Linked DNA regions of Mus musculus: regions 2 and 3 are each linked to region 1. Evidence: chromatin contacts called from public Hi-C data. All regions are on one chromosome and are shown on one strand. Each heading gives the region's core, a stretch centred on a gene start, on an enhancer-like site or on the middle of the called end of the contact. The rest is flanking DNA. Distances are from core to core; before and after follow the strand shown.

Region 1 (4,056 bases), core at 943-3,442:
AAACAGCAACTAAGTGGCTGTGTTTTACAGCTGTCTCCCAGTATGCTAAATGTTCCACCCAGAAAATGATAGTTGTGATATCTAGTCATCAAGAGATATGAACACAAGTCTGATACCATTTCTAAAGACCTATGTAAAGGACAGGGTTGTGAGACTGGGTTAAACATAGTAAGAGTGACTTCATTCGGTGCCATTACCACAGCTACATGAACCATTGCAATATCTGTTTTGCAGAAAAAGAAAAAATACAAAGGGCTCAACTTCTAGATCCATGGCCCCACCTAGAAATTTATAGTAAGGAAAATATGGTGAGGGTCAGAGAATAGAAGATTACTAAAAAATAACATTAAGGGGAAGAACACTGGAACTAAACCTACCTAAAAGCAATCTTACTGAGGGCAGTCCCAGCAATTAGATGCTTTTTCAGGAATGCTGAGGGCATCAATCTGATCAGGTATCAGTGATACTCAGATAATAAAGGTGATCTGATATAAGAGACCAGAGAGTTGATGGGCTCTTGTTAACTAAATTTAAAAGCAATTTTACTAAAACTGAATTTTATGAGGAAATACTACCAATAAGTATAGCGGATAATTTAAGAACATAATGAGAAACATATTAAACATAGGCTGGAGCTATGGATCAGTTGATAGAGTGGTGGACTAGCATGCAAAAGGCCCTGCAATTCATAAACTAATTTTGTAGATGGATACCTGTAGTCCCAGACCTGAGATATGGATGCAGAATGATTAGAAGTTCAGGGTAAGTATGGATTATATAGTAGTGAGTTTGAGGCTAATCTAGGGTACATGAGACCCTGCCTCAAAACAAAATAAATCAAACAATGCAACCTCTAGTTAAAGTGTTTAACTGAAGCATCTTTTTGTCATCATTTGGAAGGTACCAACCTCCTGATGTGAGAGAGTCTAGAAAGGCCTGTTGAGGGGATATTGGTATCTTGGTAGTATACCACTTGGTAGTATTTCACTGGAAACTACTAGAGTCTCAGAGTGTGAAATGACAGAATTTAATTAAGAGTGCCTAAGATAATACGAAAGCTACTTTTTCTCTGACTATAAAGGAGTGGACAGGTTGGACATGCAGAGAAGAAGGTATTGCAATGATCCTCCAAAGTGAAAGACAGCAAATTATTCTGACTTAACTACAAATGTACTTCATGGAGCAAGACAAGCGATTAGATACAGGGTTCCAGGGGAAGAGAGAATCAGGAAGGGGAGAGACTTCAGGGAAGAGCTTAGAGTTCAACCTTGAGTCTGAGTGTTGCAGCTGTGTAGCCTACTAGGACAACTTTGGCTTCCAGTACCTACTAAGAGCTGCCACTGCCAAATGAATGTAAGGGACAGTATCTGAAAGAATTTTTTTTAATTTTGATTGTTTTAATTGGTTAGGGTCTGAAGTATACCTGTCTGACCTCAAACTTCCTATGTAACCTTGAACTTCTGCTCCTCCTGCCTTTACTGCCTGAGTTCTGAGACTACTGACTTTGGCCACCACACTGTGTGTGGTGCTGTGGACAGAATCCAGGGATTTGTGTATGCTAATCAAGTATTCTACCAACTAATCCCCAACCCAGCCCTTAAGGCTATCCTTTGTCTTTGAAACAATTGTTCCTTTAATAAGTTTACACAACCCTTAAATTACCCTTAGCCATTTCTTCTTCTCTTCCTCTTTGTTTCTTTTTAATTTTTTCTTTCCTCTATTTTTTAAAGACAGTTAACAGTTAGCTGTCATCATGTGAGGGCAGGCCAACTCCTAAATTGAGATTAGCCCGTTCATTTAGTGCAGGGACTGAGCTTTTAAATAAAATATTAGGTAATGGATGTACCAGGAACAAACTAAAAAAGATGCCAGCTTTTCTTACTGATTTCAGTTTTATCCTCTAGTGTCTCCCACTGAAAGAAAGTCATGAGGCCACATGACCCAGCACTGTGGGGCCAGAACTGGGCTTTGCTCTTCAGGGCTCCAAATTGTTCCCTTAAGTAAACTGAATTACACCACAAGCCGGTCTCATCACTGAAGGCTGCACAAGAGCTTCTTGTACCTTTTTAAAAGGCAGAAAGTGCCACATAGCCTTTCAAAGTGCTAACAGCCTGCTTCCTACAGCCATCTGCATTGGCAGACCCTGAGAAGCAGAGCAGGGCAGACCCAGATGGAGCAGAGCAGACCCGGGGGTGGGGGACAGTGTGTGGGAACTGGTGAAGGCAAATTCTGTCCACGTGGGAGCCAAGCCCAGTCCAAAGAGATTTCTATCACATGTTTTCTTTCCTTTGCCTGTGTTGACACATTTCTTTCTGAAAGCAGCCAGAGATTTTAATGGGTGTTTTCATAGAGTGAGTTCCTGACCCCTCCCGGTTCAACACTAGGGAGCTTTAAACAGGATGGAAAATGAACACAAACAGGAATATGTTGGGAAGATACAGTAGGGAAGAATTCTGTGGCTCCCTGTGCCAGTACAAATGCCTGCTTAATTAGAAAAATCAATCTTGGCTGTCCAGGTGACAGATAGGAATCCTCTTTTGGAGGTGAGAAAGTCCAGTCATGGTGAGATAATTTTTTCCCATTACTAAAGGCAGCCTAATGTATGTCTCTAAGCAGTTTGGCTTAGAAGAACTTGTTAAAAACCACCACATTCCTCCTCCCGTTAATTGAATCTTGGTGAAGCGGGGGAGGGAGAACGGGGCAGCTTGCATTAAAAAAAAAAAAAAAAAAAAAAAACCTCTTTAAAGATACCCAAGTTCTGAGAGATGATTTCATAACTGTTATCAAAGGAATGGCAGTGTTTTGATAAGGACCAGAATGGAAACTGTCTGTCCATGCTTATAAAACACTAACTTGAGAGGTTTTGCCTTGCTAGAGAAAATGATTGAAGATGTTGAGTCATCTGCTCTCTGTGACAGACTAGAGGTCTAGGATTCTCTCTGGATGGATAAGGAAACAGCAGCCCACAGGGCTGGTGCACTGGCAACCAAATCCGAATGAGTGTGCTTGCTTGGATGTCCTTTCTCAGGTGCCTTCTGCTTTTTGCTTGAGATGGGAGCACTCATTTGTCTAGTAATTTCCAAGTAGGCAAAACTAATTGTTCAGTGAGCTGGGTATCTACCTTCCACTATATCTCCTTTCACCATTCACTGCTGAAGTAAAAAATGTACACTCTACACCCATTTTATATGGTTTTCTTATATGGGTTCTGGGGATCTGCTTTGCCAGTTGATTCTGGGATTTCAGAGTTTAGCCTGATCACAGCTGCATGTATAGTGACTCCAAGAGCCAGAGAGTAAAGTTGTCTCTCCCCCAGGTCTCTCTGTATGTCCCAGACACCTCGTGGATTCTTTAAAGGAGGCTATGATGGCACCTGAGCTGGCTGTTTTCTTTCCTACTACAGTGTGGGTTTCTGTGACAGCCTTGGATCTCTTTGAGTAGTTGGTTTAAGCTCCATCCAAGACACAAGGTTCACAGCACGTGGCAGTGGAGCCATACTTTCCTGCTTCTGGACTGATTTGCCTCCAGTCTGAAATGTAAAACACCTGTTTTAGCTGTGGCTCCACTTCTGTTTTCTTGGTTTTATTTATTTATTTCTTGGGCTTCCATAATCCTGCCTTTGTAGCTTTTTCTCCCAGGGTGGTTTCTACTGAGGGTTCTTTCTGAGAGAAAAAGCCCCTAATAAAATGCCCAATGCAAAACTATCCTTTGAAGAAATTTAGAAAGCTCCTTGGCTTTAAAAAGAACAAATACAAACCAAACCTGGAAACAAACAGACCAATGCTTCCAAAAAGCCTACCCTCATTGCTTAGAAGGTCTTTCCATGGATTTTTTTTTGTTTCTTTGCCTTCAATATCTCAATTGTTCACTGTGATTCCAGTGATTCCAGGCCTTCCCCCAACCTACACTGGCCAAATATACTTGAGCTAAAGAAAAAAAAAATGTTCTCTGGTTTCATTGAAATCTTGCTAGTCAGTCGTCACGTGGATATTCACATGTGGATTCCATCTGTGGTGTTGAATCATTTCTGGAGAGCCCACAGCTGAGACGGAGCTC
Region 2 (4,056 bases), core at 1,109-3,608, 410 kb before region 1:
ATGTGACAAGTTTTCCATAGTTGTTAAATATTAATTATTGCAAAGGTCCTAGAAATAATAATATTGCTTTGAAAATTAAGATTCTTGGGCTGGTGATGTGGCTCAGTGGGTAAGAGCACCCGATTGCTCTTCCGAAGGTTCAGAGTTCAAATCCCAGCAACCACATGGTGGCTCACAACCATCTGTAACGAGATCTGATACCCTCTTCTGGTGCGTCTGAAGACAGCTACAGTGTACTTACATGTAATAAATACATCTTTAAAAAAAAAAAAAAAGAAAAGAAAATTAAGATTCTTTGTCCAGGTCACTGTAAACAAAGATGTCTCCCACAGACCCGGTAGACTAGATGACTTGACGCCCCAAGCAAGATCTCAAGCTTTGAAACCTGAAATAAAGAGAGGACAGGATTGTAAATGAAAAATGGGACAGAGCTGCAACTAATTAATTCTGGAGGGCAACTACTAGCGACCCAAAGATGTCAGCTTCCTAATTTTGGAAGTGGTACATGTTAATGTTAAGTTGCAAAATGGGGAGGACGATGAGCAATGTGTGAACACTTTCTAATTTACCATTTTGATTTTTTCTATAAATGTACAATTATTCCAAAATGAAGAGTCTGTTTAAAAAAACAAGAGAACCATATAACATACTTTATTTCTTTTTAAATAATATTTTTATTTTCGACAATGGCATATATTTATACAATGTCTTTTGATCAAACCCATCCATCATTAACCTCCCTCCAACTCATCCTATTGCTCCTCTCCCACACCTCTTTCCTGACCTCATGCCTTCTTTCTTTATTTGTATTAATAACCTCCTGAGGCCAATTAATGCTGCCCATATGCACATAGGTGTGGGGCCATTCACAGGGCCATAGGCAAACTAATATCTGCCATGTTCCATTTTATTTCTTCTTAAATCCATAGTTAAGTGACAGAGAAAGCTTCTGAGAAGAAAGAAGCAAGAGAAAAGGAGCCGTCATGGCTTACTTTGTACTGGGAACTCTGGTGCCTTATAACATAACACGTCCAAGTGTAACAAAGCTATCTAAGAGAAAAGCACTCAATTAGGAACAAACAAATCTATAAAAACAGAAAGAGGGGATGAAGCCGAGTCGCTTATAATCCCAGTGAAAGTGGAAGCAGGGAGATCAGGAGTTCAAGGTCATCTCTGGCTGTATGTGGGGCCTAGGGCAGGCTACAGTACCTGCTTTAAAACAAAAAGCATTTATTTTGAAGGTTTTATAATGTATGCTGGCAGTTTTTTGTTTTGTTTTGTTTTGTTTTAAAGATAAAGGCATTTTCTTTCTTGTTTTCTTTTTAAATAGTAAAAACCTAACAACTCCGAGCTTGGTAGAGACCCTGTTTCAAGAGCAAAAAGGAAGAAGGGAGAAGAAGAAGATGGGTAATGTTCTCCTACCGTTAAAACTCTCCCGCACTTGTCTGCCTTTGGAGATTTCTGTGCCAAATTCAACAGTTAAGACTTTGGTGATGGGAAAGATGACGCTTTTCTTGTCCTCTTTGTGTATGTTCAGCTGTGTGTCCATGCACACTTGTGTATCCGTGAAATGCATGTTTGTGCGCATGCATGAGTAAGCCTGATGTCAGTCTCAGGTTTAATTCTTCAGGAGCTATGTATCATGTTTTTCTTAAAGGCAGTGATTCTTACTGGAACCTGGGGCTTGCCCATTAGGCTATGCTGGTTGGCCAGTGAACCCCAGGGATCCACCTGTTCCCACTTGCCCACTGCTTAGATTCACCAACCATCACACCAGACGTTTTACATGGGTAATAGGGATTGAAGTCAGGTTCAAATGTTTACACGGGATGAACTTTTCCTGAGTGGGCCGTCTCTGTAGCCCCACCATGGGACACTTCACTTATCCTTTTTATTCACCATCAAATGTATATATATTTTTTCTGAAAATATTAGCCTTTTGCATTTGACATGTATTGCCAGAGAAGTCACAGGGTAGAATTCTGTAGCCATCTATCAAGGCTTGAGGAGACATGCAAATGTTCTGTGTACCGACTGAGAGGTACTCTGAGCGCATATCACCATTAGTGAAGTGTGATTAGGCAGAGAATGGAATTTTACACTGCTTACCTCTTCTGACTTTTTCATTTGCAGTCCAGCCTTAGCTCATCGGGTACAGATCGGTTTACATCCTTGAATGTGCGTGAAACCAACCTGGGGCTCTTTGGAGCTCTTAATTGCTGTGTGATTTGATATCACAGTGCAGTGAAGCTAGGCAAGCTAATTGTTTTCCTGACTGAATTTCATCCCTCCCTCCCTCTGCCTGGAGGAGGGGATAAAGCAAAAAACAAAGCAGGGAATGTCTCTGGGCTGCACATCTTTCCTTTCCAGCAACATCATTTGTGATGGGTAGCAGCCTCGTCATCACACAGTCGATCATGATGAGGGATAATTATAATCCTTAAGTGGTTTCAGCTTTGGGTTGTTAGTAGTGGGAGCAAAATGAGGATGGGTGGGAGTGTGAAAGACAAATATGGTTTACTCAGCTTTAGTGTTCTCTTGCAGCATTTCAGAAATAGAAGAAAGACATTTCTCTGTGCGTCTTGCTGGGGAGCGGAGTTATAGTTCATAGCTACATTGTGTGATGTGAAACACGTACTGGACTAAAATTTATGGAAACAAATTAAATATTTGATTAATCACTTTAACTATTGATCAATTTGTATGGCTTCCTGTACATTGCCTTTTTCATAGCAATCAATAACGTGGGTGATGTATAAACAACATCTTCTGCAATAAATAATTATATTATGTAATGCGGGTTAAATTTAGAAATTGCTGTTTTATTGCATTTCTTCCTCATAAAATGTAGTGCCAAATAGTAATTGACACCGAGTTAGAGGTTTGTAATGCTTTACTTCAAATTTAATCCAGGAATTCTCTCAGAGGATTTACAGAAAGAGATCCCTGGAGCAAGAGCAAGGATGGGAAGCAGGGAGTACCTGAGCCAGGAGGCGGGGGGGGGGGGGGGGGAGGTCAAGACGTGATTGGTGGGGAGGGAAGGAGGGGCAGAGAAATTGAGAAGCCTGGTGTGGCAGATTGTCTCTTTTAGAACCCAGTAAGCCATTGTGATGGAAATGGACATCAGGCAAGGCAGAGTTCAGTTGCAAAAGGCTGAGATTGGAGCCCAGGCCCCCAGGAGGGCAAACTGCCTCTGACAATAAGATGGGAGATTTATTAGGAAGAAACACAAAGCTCTTTCCCTCTCCCTGGTGTTTCTAAAGCATTTAGCCTGCCAGGAGAACCAAGGCTTCTGTTAGCACTAATCACTTCCGGAGCGTCCCCAGTTGCTTTGAGACTAAATGTCTGCTGGCCACGAATCAATTCTCTCCCCACCCCCACCCCAAGGATTAGCTGTTTCATCTTTACGTAGATAATTCAATCATCTCCAAGAGAAATGGAGGCGACCGAAGCAGCTAGAAGCAGAACCAGGGAGCACAGTACACTCTTGTTTGCTCTGGAAGGACACCCTATTCCAAAGGAGAAGGTGGTAGTGGGACTATTTGCAGCACTGTTATCTGAAGGGGCCTTCCGTTGAAAATTATGCAGTAGCTGTATTTGGACCATTCTTTTTTTTCTTTTTTTAATATATTTTTTATTAGGTATTTTCTTAATTTACATTTCAAATGCTATCCCTATACCCTCCACCCCCACCCCGGCCCGGCCCTGCTCCCATACCCACCCACTCCCACTTCTTGGCCCTGGCGTTCTCCTGAGGAATATAAAGTTTGCTAGACCAAGGAGCCTCTTTCTCAATGATGGCCGACTAGGCCATCTTCTGCCTCATATGCAGCTAGAGACACGAGCTGGGGGTACTGGTTAGTTCATATTGTTGTTCCACCTATAGGGTTGCAGACCCCTTCAGCTCCTTGGGTATTTTCTCTAGCTCCTCCATTGGGGACCCTGTGTTCCATCCAATAGATGACTATGTGCATCCACTTCTGTATTTGCCAGGCACTGGCATAGCCTCACATGAGACAGGTATATCAGGGTTCTTTCAGCAAAACCTTGCTGGCA
Region 3 (4,056 bases), core at 988-3,487, 340 kb before region 1:
ATCAGGTTTAAAGAGGAACACCTGTTTTGCCAGAACCTAACTGAAGTCTTCTAGTTGTTCTCACATAAGTCAGTGGACAGCTGTTAGATAAGATATGGCAACAATTTTAGACACTTGAGAACCATGACATTGAGCTAGAGACCTGGAGGTCCTTGGGGCTCTGTTAACCCTCCTTTGGGCCACCTGTCACGGTAGACAACACAGTCATTAAGAAAAAGAGTGTTGCCCCGTTGTTTGAGAATAGACCAGCATGTGTTCGGCATTAGTAATGTTTTTTCCAGCTTAAGTAGCACTTATTCCTGATTACTTTTGGACTGTCCCTGTCCTATTTAGTGATGCCATTATTCCCAAGTCTAAAATCAGAGGTCCTCTTGATCTTTTATTTACAAAGCCTGGCTAATTCCTCTCTGTTATGACTCTTTCTTTTCCTCTCATCTAACGCCATCACTTTAATACAGGCTTCCATGACCTCACCAACATCCTCTTGGGGTAGCTGAGGTGCCACTGGAGCACCGTTCATGCATTCTCTTTTCTAGAACCAGGTTATTCTGTGAATCTTCAGCTGTGCTCCAGTGTCTTATTAGGCTATTCTTCACCCTCTGGTTTTCTGATAAAACTCTGGCTGGATCTGTCCCTCAACTTGTCAAAACATCTCAAGCATTTTTTTTTTCACCACAGAATTGTGGACTCCTTTTCACTTAGGGTTTTGTGGGTGTTCCTGGAATTTCTTTTGCTTACTTTTCCCCAGTCACCACTGTTTACTATTCTAGCAAGCCTCATATCACACACCATTGTTGAAAGGTCTTCTCTGCCTCAAGAGAGATGTGACACCCCCCACCCCCACTTTTATCCTTTAACACTTAGGTCTCTCTTGTCATATTTATTCATGGGCCCACTCATTCCACAAATGAGGTGTACTTATTTGGTTTCCTCTGACCTTCCTCGATATCAGTAATGCATCTTCCTCATATATTTCAAAATGTATCTAATGATAAGTGCTCAAAACATGCTATAAAGGTTCTAAGATTTGAGAGCACTTGATGTTTACGTAGATCCTGAAAAGCTCTCCCCTCAGTCCCAAATCTGAACAACCATAGTGTAGAATAGGGGTTGATCTATTTGATGGAGTTCCTTGTAAACTTAAACAATCGAGGGAATAAATCTAAAAGTGGGTAGCTATCTTCCTTCTGAAATATCTGTGTGGGTTGGGCTCCTCTGTGTCTCCATCCTTAAAGTCTATTTCACCTGCTCTCTGTCTCTTCACAGCCGACCTCCTCATACTGTGATACCCAAGAATCTTGTTGCTCATGATAGAGAATTTTGTTAGAATAGTTCTGGCCTATTTGCTAAGTATATAATTTAGCAAATTCTTCCCATTCAAGTCAACTGAGGACTGAGTTAGGGTTACTGTTTTCTGTAAAGGCACTCATGTCACCTGTTAAGCCTGGTTCTGTCATATCCTATGTATCTAAGAAAATTACCTAAACCTGAACTTCAAGTTTGGAAAATAATGCTGTCTATTTTACACAAGAGAAAAATACCCTGGAATCTCATGGCGCCTGATGAATGTAAGTCTCAGCATGTCATCTTTTAATCACAGTAGGGGAGCAAATGTTAGCAGTGCATGATGCTCTGAGGTCTTTGTCACCGCAAAGGGTAATTGCAGTGATCACTTTGCACACAATCATAGCTGGCTTGCCTTCTGGAATCATTCTTCTACACTGAATAAAGGAGGCAAAGCCAATGCAAGCACTTCAGCCATGGTTTCTCAGAGATGTTTTATTGCTTGAATTAACCACAAGAGCTTTGAAACTGTCTTAAAACATGCAAATAAAATGTGATTCATTAGTCATTAACTAATAAATTCAGTGTGTTCCAGTGCCATCATACCCAGACAAGAAGATCATTGAAATAAACCCAAGTATTTCCCATGAAGATGTTAAAGGATACTCATTTCTTTTCCAGAGAATAAAGAAACACATCTTAATGTAGTAACTAGGAAATACTTGTTTCTAAGCCATTGCAGTTTGTTCTGTTAATCTCTCATATCTCACTGCAGAAGAGCCAAGCTAGCATGGCAATTGGCCACTGCATGAGTTTGGAAACAATGTAACTCTTCCCAGTCTTCCAGAGTTTGCTTTTTGGGCCAGAAGCCCAGTGAATTTGGACACGGCTGTCCCCTGAACTTAAGTTGCCAGTTAACATTTTCATGTCTAGGCTTTTATTTGTCTTCTTTGTTCCAGAAAGTTCTTTGTTTTCTGATTAAATGTTCCACTGTGCGGTACCCACAGATCCCTAACCTATTTCAGTGGCTGAGTTGCCAAGGCTGAGATTTAAAGAGACAGTTACTATTAAAAACAGTTGTGTCTTTACTCTGGATCTAGGTCTGCCCTACATATAATTTCAGTGCATGAAATTTATCCTTGGTTTTATCCTTGGTTCTAAAATTGGGCCTTTTCAGTCTCTTTCCACCTTAGAGGGCTTTCCCCAACTAAATCTCTGCCAAGTTGCTCTGGTGCCTTTTCTAAACTTAGGTAACGAGACCCTAATTCTTATTAAAGTACTGACAGCATAGAAAATTATTTATATCTGAAATTAATATGGCCAAAATTTGGAAATGGTTAAGACCCTAAGGAATGAAATACTAATAGATGACTTGGATGGATCCAGAATTACTGTATAGCAATTTTTACTGGTTTTAATAATAATTTAAAAATGGAGAGATGAACCTTGCTTAGTTCCTTAATGTGTGTCTTAGTTAGGCTTTTACTGCTGCGAACAGACACCATGACCAAGGCAACTCTTATAAGGACAACATTTATTTGGGGCTGGCTTGTAGGTTCAGAGATTGAGTCCATTTTCATCAAGGCAGAGCATAGCAACACCCATGCATGGTACAGGAGGAGCTGAGAGTTCTATATCTTCATCTGAAGGCTGATAGAAGACTGGCTTTCAGGCAGCTAGAACTAGGGTCTTAAAGCCCACAGCCACAGTGACACTCTTCCTCCAACAAAGCCACACCTACTCCAGTAACATTGCACCTCCAAAGAGTGCCAATCCCTGGGTCAAGCATATTCAAACCACCACAATGTGCATTGTCTTGTGGGAATTTAGAAGCCATATAGGCTTCTGTGGATACGATTCTCGTGAAGAACACCTCAGAGCCAATGCTCAGATTGCAAGCTAAGGCAGGAAAGTACAAGAGAGATAAGCCTGAGTGGGCTAGTGGTTAGTGCTGTGTCTACTCTCAGGCTCACTAATAGGTGGTATGGGGACCCAGGCACCCCCAGTAACATAAGGCTGCTGAGTGTCAGGGTGGCCTAAATATCTCTGAATAGAAACAATTGCCACCTCTATTTCTTGTCCTGATGAAATGACATCTCTTACACCTGCCTTCTTTTTGTGTCTCAATTTTTCTTAGCTGTAAGGTTTGGGGTAAAGGACAGATGTACCTCCCCTCTTCTACTGTGATTTTTACTAAACATTGGGATAGGGAAAATCAAAATGGGACTCTGCTGAGCAGAGAGAAAGCCTGCAGTGTTTGAGTCATACTACAGGTTGCTGTGACAATCTGTGTGCTAGGCTAAAGAGCCCAATCACAGCTAGGCCCCAGAGGTAGGAAGGGTGGTATGAGAGCTCTGCTGTGACATGAACCTAGCCTTAGGCAGATCCCTCATTTTTAGGTCTTGTAACCTTCACTTCTCTGTCTTCTTTATATTCATGACTAGGCCAAGAGCAGAGCTCCATATGTCTGGTAGACCTCTCTCTGGGATCACAGAAATGTCTATTCTTTGGCATGACTGGAGCATGCTCTAAGGTGAACAAATACAAGAGACACACACATGCATGCCATTCTCCAGCCTTTGGTATAATCTGGTGTGGTTGTTCCTTGGGGAATAGTCGAATGGCAAGGAACTCAGAAGGCATGATATTTAATATGTCACAGCATACTAAGGAGATGAAGATACTTCATCATATATATATTATATATATACATATATATTACATATTAACAGATAAATATGCTTTATATAATCTGCCCACTCCTTCTGTGGC

What was found. A called contact is a pair of places that touch in the nucleus more often than the background predicts.
Region 2: a contact with region 1 is called in a Hi-C map of cortical neurons, with 2.4 times the contacts expected there. The contact joins two enhancer-like sites. A contact is called at or near these places in 2 of 484 Hi-C or Micro-C datasets (cerebral cortex and cortical neurons) and 1 of 9 other capture datasets (embryonic stem cells).
Region 3: a Hi-C map of uterus shows a contact between it and region 1. The contact joins two enhancer-like sites. A contact is called at or near these places in 5 of 484 Hi-C or Micro-C datasets (the HL-1 cell line, adipose-derived mesenchymal stem cells, embryonic fibroblasts and 2 more), 1 of 115 datasets of contacts at active chromatin or transcription factors (heart atrium) and 1 of 9 other capture datasets (embryonic stem cells).

What each region holds. Positions count from the first base shown.
Region 1 is chr3:21,477,512-21,481,567 of GRCm38.p6, reverse strand. All of the region lies in intron 1 of Gm31610 (a long non-coding RNA gene), which reads left to right. Among named protein-coding and RNA genes, the nearest start is that of Gm31610, 10 kb to the left of the region's middle. Within about 2 kb of position 2,192, at least 105 of the 459 cell types and tissues checked have an H3K27ac peak or open chromatin away from gene starts, as enhancers often do. A contact at or near this core is called in cerebral cortex, cortical neurons, heart atrium and 1 more, where this site is marked.
Region 2 is chr3:21,891,448-21,895,503 of GRCm38.p6, reverse strand. Gm31813 (a long non-coding RNA gene) reads left to right here. Exons shown (of 8, transcript XR_001783797.2): 4 at 1,331-1,407. Among named protein-coding and RNA genes, the nearest start is that of Gm31813, 71 kb to the left of the region's middle. Within about 2 kb of position 2,358, at least 67 of the 459 cell types and tissues checked have an H3K27ac peak or open chromatin away from gene starts, as enhancers often do. A contact at or near this core is called in cerebral cortex and cortical neurons, where this site is marked.
Region 3 is chr3:21,815,277-21,819,332 of GRCm38.p6, reverse strand. No RefSeq gene overlaps it. Among named protein-coding and RNA genes, the nearest start is that of 7530428D23Rik, 17 kb to the right of the region's middle. Within about 2 kb of position 2,237, at least 42 of the 459 cell types and tissues checked have an H3K27ac peak or open chromatin away from gene starts, as enhancers often do. A contact at or near this core is called in heart atrium and uterus, where this site is marked.